Regions from separate parts of the Ovis aries genome. Here region 2 is linked to region 1. A link is a contact called in public Hi-C data. All regions are on one chromosome and are shown on one strand. The core of a region is the stretch at or near the end of the contact, and the rest is flanking DNA. Distances in the headings are between cores, read along the strand shown. Region 1 overlaps LOC105608011 (a long non-coding RNA gene). Region 2 has its middle 35 kb from the start of DLEU7.

The links. Hi-C and Micro-C count contacts between places; a contact is called where the count stands out from the background.
Region 2: a Hi-C map of hypothalamus shows a contact between it and region 1, with 4 times the contacts expected there. The contact joins two enhancer-like sites. A contact is called at or near these places in 7 of 16 Hi-C or Micro-C datasets (blood, hypothalamus, liver and 2 more).

Annotation. Positions count from the first base shown.
Region 1 is chr10:19,759,402-19,763,090 of ARS-UI_Ramb_v3.0, forward strand. LOC105608011 (a long non-coding RNA gene) reads right to left here. Exons shown (of 6, transcript XR_006060930.2): 4 at 956-1,138. Among named protein-coding and RNA genes, the nearest start is that of SPRYD7, 13 kb to the left of the region's middle. Within about 2 kb of position 1,535, at least 38 of the 54 cell types and tissues checked have an H3K27ac peak or open chromatin away from gene starts, as enhancers often do. A contact at or near this core is called in hypothalamus, where this site is marked.
Region 2 is chr10:20,589,967-20,593,760 of ARS-UI_Ramb_v3.0, forward strand. No RefSeq gene overlaps it. Among named protein-coding and RNA genes, the nearest start is that of DLEU7, 35 kb to the right of the region's middle. Within about 2 kb of position 2,180, at least 11 of the 54 cell types and tissues checked have an H3K27ac peak or open chromatin away from gene starts, as enhancers often do. A contact at or near this core is called in hypothalamus, where this site is marked.

The sequences.
Region 1 (3,689 bases), core at 285-2,784:
CTGGCCTCTAGCTGCTGTCTCAGGGCTGCCTGGCCTCCTGCCTGTCCCGACCCCTTGCACCTCTGCTCTGCCATTAATAGCTGTTTGTTGGTGGGGGAGAGACTTTCACTTCTACATTATGCTCTTCTGCACTGTCTGCATTTTCACATGTTGACTCTGTGTGTATGTGTATGAGGACACTGAAGTTCTTCTTTCCTTGCCTGCTTTTTTACAAAGCCGTGCATTATTTACATTAAATTATAAACGTGAGATGTTCACCCTGATGCAGCCTGCCTGTGGCTCCTCACAGTCACCCCTTCTCTCTGCTTCCCACCTCATTCTCTCTCCCTTTTCACCTTTTTCTTCTTCTCTGCTCTCATGAGGTTCCAGTGTTGCCTTTCTTCGTTTGCACAGATTTTTTTTTTTTCTCCACTGTACCCTTTGTGGGAACCGTCTTAGAGATTCCTCACAGGTCCTCATTTGTAATTACATTCTTCTTCGGTTGCCGTGATGGCTGACCTATAGGCCATAGCTCGGAAACACTTGTCCAGAGTGACTCCTGCATGGAGTGGCATATTTCTCCACTTCTTTTACTTCTTATCCTCATATGTTTTGACAACAATTACTAAAAACATGTTCTTCCTTTTCCTTCAAGTCCTTTTCCCTCTTGACTAGTATAGCAGGTTTTGTTACCAGCAGAACTTTCTCTAAAGTGAAAGGCGACAGAGAGTTAACTAAAAGACACAGTGAGCTGCTGGGTGTGTCCAGAGTCTGATTTGGTTTGAGAAGAGGAACAGAAACAATTTTTGTATTTTAGAAATCGAGGAGGCCTCTTGGCCTAGTTTGAAAAACACAAACAGATAAAATTCTGTTTTTAAAAAAATCCAATAAAGTCTAGTTGGGAAGCTAAGCTAGCATCTTGTTACTAATGCATCAGAGGTCTTAGTCACATATTTTTAATGCACTTGTTACTTACTAATTTAATATCCGAATGCATAGATCTCCTCCTGGCCCCTGTTAACCTTAATCGTGAGTTTTCTGTGCAGTCCCTCTGGCGCCCACTCTGGAGAGCTCGCTATTGGGACAGCTTCCAGGTAACCTGGGGCTTCAGCGAAGCACCGACCGATTGGCCCGGTCGCTCCTGTGCAGGCCGTGGTTTCTGCGCACACAGAAAATGATGGGGTGAGTCACAGTCCTCCTTTCCAACAAAAGGGCATTGTACTATGCTGTTTGGTTCAGGCTCTGGCGTGCCACTTGTGGTTGCAAACGTATGGGACAGGAGGCGGCTGCAGCTGCATTCTAATGGGCTGCTTCGGGTGTGCCCCGATAGACCGTGAGATACTTTAAGGCTGCGAGGCTTTGATTTACCTTCGATGCTCAGCGCTAAGTGCACTTGTGCTTAGCTTAGGGCAGCGCTAAGCCAGTTTGGCTTGGTTGGAAAGCTGCAAAAGAGGGGAAGGGCTAAAAGTTTGCGCTGTGCTGGGGGGAGCGGGAGAGCCCCCCTGATGAGGCCGGCTGGCCGGCCAAGCGCCGGCAGGGGGCGCAGTTGCACCAGTAGCTAGAACGCCCCACTTGTTTACTTGAGCGTTACCTTTTTCGTGAATCGGCAGGCGTGAGACCCTAGAAATTTAAACTTATACCTGCATATAAGTATTAGAATATGAACTATTGAACAGAACAAACTCGCATTATATTTAGTCCAAAAGGCACAAGAAGAGTCCGGAGTTAGCTTACTGAATACTGAGTCAGGACACCTCCCAGAGTTAGATCTAAAGAGGAAAATTACCTGGTCAGCCTTCCAGGAAATAATAATTTTGCATTCTGACGCTTCTTACACTCACTTGACGAACTATTTCTTCTGATTTAGCTACCTCATTTGTCAGAGGAGAAGCCGACATTTATGAATCCAGTCCTCTAGCCTCTGCAAGAGGATGTAGCTACAGAAAAATTATATAGAGCTTTTCTGGGTTTTAGCCATGCTTTGAAAACACCCCAAAAGAGGGCCATTTGGAAAACTGCACTTACAATCCTGCTCTCTCTCATATATACATACACACACACATATATACATATGTACATGTATAAAATATAACATTTACACACAAAAATATATGCATATAGTATATATTTTATGGGGCTTCCCAGGTGTCTCAGTGGTAAAGAATCTGCCTGCCAATGCAGGAGATGCAGGAGATGTGCATTCAATCCCTGGGTCAGGAAGATCCCCTGGAGTAGGAAATGGCAACCCATTCCTTTGGAAACCTCCATGAACAGAGGAGCCTGGTGGGTTACAGTCCGTGGGGCTGCAAAGAGTCAGACATGACTGAGCTACTGAGCACACAGTATATATTTTATATATGATAAATATATATTAAAAATCTATCTATCTCTGCCTGCAATGCAGGAGACTTGGGTTCGATCCCCTGGAGAAGGACAGGGTAACTCATTCCAGTGTTCTTGCCTGGGACATCCCCTGGACAGGGGAGCCTGGCAGGCTACAGTTCACGGGGTCACAAAGAGTCAGACATGACTGAGTAACCACAGCACAGCACGGCACATCTATCTATCTATTTTTCAGGCCCTTTATAGAGGCAGCATAGCCTAGTGACCTCAGCACACAATGTCACTGGGTTTGACTTCTTGGTTCTGTCACTTATTAGCTGTGTGACCTTGTGTAAGTTACTTAACCTCTCTGTGACTTAATTTTCTCACCTACAAATGAGGTTAATAATAGTAAATGTTTCATTAGTTTAAGGATTAAATAGGTTAATTTTGTAAAGCTCTTAGGATTATACTTGGTACATAAAAAAGTACTATAATAATTGTTAAATAAAATTCATAAAATTTTGAAAACACTATCTTAATCATGAATGTAGATCACATTTCATAGGTACTTTTTAAAAGGTTTGAGGTTGGCCTTTAATAATATCTTTTTTAGGGAAAATCTATCAGGTAATAAATGATAAAGATGTGAGAAAGAATGTGTGAGTGGTGAACCTGTCCACCAGATTGAGTCTGAAGCTTTACATTATGATTCCAGGTGAGGCTCTGGTTTCCAGGGTGCAGAAAAGTCATCTGACGATATTTTTTTTCTCATTTTGGAAAACTAAAAAACAGCCCCAGGAATTCCCTGGTGGTTCAGTGGTTAGGACTTTGGGCCTCCACTGTCAGGAGTGCAGGTTCCATCCCTGGTCAGGGAAACTAAGATTCCACATGCCATGTGCCGTGGCTGAAAAAGCAAACAAACAATAAAAAACCCAAAACAGAAATGCCAAATTCAAATGCCCAAATCTTCAGAGAATCATGTGCTTGGAGCACTTTAAATATAACTGCCCCCTTGTAGTCTGCTGTTTCGGAGGAATCACAACTTTCTTTCTGAAGCTGATTCTTCATCAGTTTCCTCCCCTGTTCCTGAGTGATCTGAGCCAGCCACTGTTGTATTCTGCTTGTCTGGGGGTGCTGCAGGGAGTGGCTGGCAGGAAAGATGATCAAGGATAGTCTGTCCAGCCCACGTGGTATGTCTGGACTCCAGGGTCAGTCACTAGAAGTAAGGGGGGTCCCTGCCCCGTGAGAGGCCACTAGGATCCAGCTGAAGACCAAGTTGGGTCAGTCAGGCCCAGCTCTCAGGGGCTGTCACTGGACAAATCAAAGCAGCTCCAAGAGTACAGAAGAGGCAGCTCCCCCTAGTTGGGTAGAAGGATAGCAAGAAA
Region 2 (3,794 bases), core at 930-3,429, 830 kb after region 1:
GGATTCCTGTATTCAGTTTCACGGTTCTGTGCTGTTTGCTGATGCTCTTCTCTGTTTCACTTTGTCCGTGTCCCAGCTTAACCTGGAAGATTGGTCAGATTAGTTACTCCCAGAGTGATTTTATTAACTACAGAGAACTCTGTCTGCAATTTTAAAAAGCTGTTCTGATGTGACAGTTTAGATTCCAAACATGAGATTCTTTAACAGCTACATTTCTGTAGCGCTGGCTATTCCCATTCCCAGTTGAAACTGCACACATCTGGGCAAAGGCAGAAACTTAAGATGATTTTGGCCTCCTCTAAAATGGGCTCCATAAAATGACTACTCCAAACTGTCTTCTCTGCGCTATTATGGAGGAGTGGTATTATAGGCCCCGCTGGTTTGGGGACAGCAGTTGAAAATTCTTCTGTTTACAAACGATCTAGAAAAACTGTCTCCTCATTTCACCACTTCTTTGGAGTGATTTCCTCTTCCCTTGCAGCTCAGCTGCTAAAGAATCTGCCTGCAATGCGGGAGACCTAGGTTTGATCCCTGGGTTGGGAAGATCCCCTGGAGATGAGGCTACCCACTCCAGTATTCTGGTTGGGAGAATTCCAGGGACTGTGTAGTCCATGGGATCACAAAGAGTTGGACACGACTAAGCGACTTTCACTTTCACTCTGTGATTACTGCCTGTACTGTGTTGTCTTCATTCTCCCAATGGCAACAATGGGGGGGGGGGGTTGATGATCTCTCTCCTGCGTTGCTTAAGTTTTTCTATTTAGCTGTTTGTCCACACATATGTGTGTATACACTAACAAAATGCCCCTAACACTCTTTGAAGGGGAGGATGAGCGGGAAATGATTTAATTTGAGCAGGCAATGATTTAATTTGAGCAGGCAATGATTTAATTTTGCCTGGAGGAAAAAAAAAAAAAAGGCTGGGCAGGGACAGTGAAGGCCTTATGCAAGAGGTGACGTTTGAAGGAGGTTTGAAGAATGAATGGAATTTCACCGTTCAGGAGAGATGGCTGGCTATCTTGGGGGCAGTAGGTGGTAGAGGACACAAACCAAGGAGTGTGGCAGACAGAAAGGGGCAGGAACAGAGGCATAGGTGCTCAGAAGACTGTGGTGGGAAAAGAACAGGGGCAGCTTCTGCTGATTAAAGGGCACGGAAACCACATCAGAAGAGAAATATCTATCACCAGTGTCCAGCCCTGGTTGGCCGTAAAAAAAGAAACTGAAAGTCTTTTAAAATAAAGCATATAGGCATGTAACGAAGGTTACCAAACTCAGAAGAAGCACTCCTTCCGCTGCCATTTCAAAAACTGCCCTTTGCTTGTCAGAGCTTTATGCAGGACTCACCCTCTCCGAGGAATAAAGAGCACCCAGATAGGGTACCTGTGAGTAACTCATTGCTACAACACCCCAGGCATGAACAAACAGAGAGAGCTTCCGTCCATCCTCCTTAGCGGCCCTTTGATGAAGAAAAAGAAGCATCTGAAGGTATACCCACTACCTACATGGATGTTAAACCCATATGAAGTGGGGCTTTCCTGCACACCAAAACTTTTGCCTGCCCTCCAGTCCAGCCAAGTCACTTTAATAATGACGACCAAAATGATTACGCTGAATGAAACTCCAAGGGCTTGAGTATTTGATTTGAATAAATACTCCACTCAGTTCCTCAAATTCTCAAATGATGGGGATAAAACTTGCGGCCATTGAGTGAGCTGAGGTGAAGAAACACAAGAGCGTCAATGGCCTCTTGGAGTTTTCTGCTGCCCCCAGCTCCCCTCCCCTCCGAGGTTAGTGGATTAGTTTTGGAGCTCACTACCCCGGCTCCTCCCTCATACTCTCAATTTCTCCTTGGGCGATGTCTAGAGATTAATCAGGGTGGCCCACCCAGAGAGTGACCACGAGCAAGCCAGCAATGGGCTGGACTCCCTGTTTGGCAGGAATGTTTGAGGAGGCTTTTTAAACTTTACAGAAATAAGGATCATGACCCTAAGAAACATATTGCCTGCAAGTTTACCCTTGGGAAGCAACTTCCAGCCTCTCCTAGTTTTTAAAAACTCACTGAGATAATGAAGAGATCAGAATGCTCTCTTGGGATCCCAGAATGTCTCAGCTGAGAGAGCTTCCAGGAAGTAGTCAGTTTAAAAGACAGGGCCAGCTCTGGGTACATGCTCAGCCCTCCACACAGCTTGTCACTAGGCAGTTCCCAAGCGTGAGGCTACACCTGGCCGTCGTCCTTCAGCAGCACAGAGCTGCTTTTTACACTTCGACGTGTGTCTCAGCCCCACAGTTTTCTTCTTGGAGTGTCCTTTTTCTTTTTTCTAGGAGCAAGGTAACTTCTGCTTGTCTACTGTGCTAACTTCTGCATGCAGTTAGCACGGGCGATCAGTGACTCAACACTGACCTCCACTGGTTGGCGTAGAAATACCTAATCCCTTTCTCTCCAGGCCTTGCACATTTTCACAGGTTGGGCCCGCCAGCACCTTGCTTGCATGTGCTAGGGTTTCAATGGTGATTGAAATTTTCAATGAGTATGGGCCTACCTCATGGGGTTACATGTGTAAATTCTGAAAAATTCTGGCCCAACAACATTGAACCTTGGGACCATAGACCTTGAATTTCCTCGAAGCCCCCATACTGCCACACACCAAGCAGGATGTTGCACTATTTTGCTTGCCAGATTTGGACGGTCAAGGTTCCATTCACAGGGATCCGAGAAATCTAGATCCATCTATTCCCCTGGTGATACTAATAACTTCTCAGTTTCCAGTATGGGCTTCCCAGGTGGCTAAGTGGTAAAGAATCCATCTGTCAGTGCAGGAGACCCAAGAGAAGCCGGTTCGATCCTTGGGTTGGGAAGATCCCCTGGAAAAGGAAATGGCAACACTCCAGAATTCTTGCCTGGGAAATCCCATGGACAGAGGAGCTTGGTAGGCTACAATCCTTGGGGTCGCAAAGAGTTGAACACAGCTAAGCATATTCACACACAGGGTTTCCAACTGATTTATTATTATCTTTTAAATGCTGTAAACTCACTTTGGCATTGGTACCCCATTTTCAATAGTACAATAACCTTACCTAGACTCACCGTGTGCAAGGTACCATATTATCAATGCCTTCATTATCTGCCAGGAGGCAGTGAGATCAGTGCCCCCAAGTTTGGGCTGTAATTCTCCTCACGGGGGTCATCAGGGTTTGGAACCAGCCAGCCATGGTTTTCTGGAAAGATGGAAGGCAAAGTCAACAAGGGGATCTCTAGACCCTGAAAACGTGCAAGCCCACTATTTTTCCTGGAAATATGTCTGGAAATATTTACAGTACATCCTTTAAATCCAGAGCAGCCCCTCAGACACTGAGGCTCTTGCTGATGCTGATGAAAGGCTAACGGAGGCCTCCTCACTCAGGAGCTTACAATAAGGGAGCAATTGGAAGAGGAGAATCTGATTTGGAAATAACTGCCATTTGGTCCAACTGAACAGAGGTCAGAAAGGTCTAAGCAAATAATATAACAGGTGTTCCTGACTGCTAAGAAAACCAGAGCCAAAACCAAAACTTTAGGAGAGCAGACCTGTGTTATTTGGGCTGGTGCCTGCATTTGGAACAGGATGTTGCCTTAACACCACTGTCAAGATGAATTTTAAGCAGAAGTTTTAAAAGATACATTTGCAATAGATATAAAAAGTTGAGTGAAATAGCCTCAATGGATATCATTGTTGCTTCAATGCCCTTTAATATATTTAAATATTTCATATCAATTTTGAGTAGGTAATATATTGAGCATTCATGCATACTCAGTT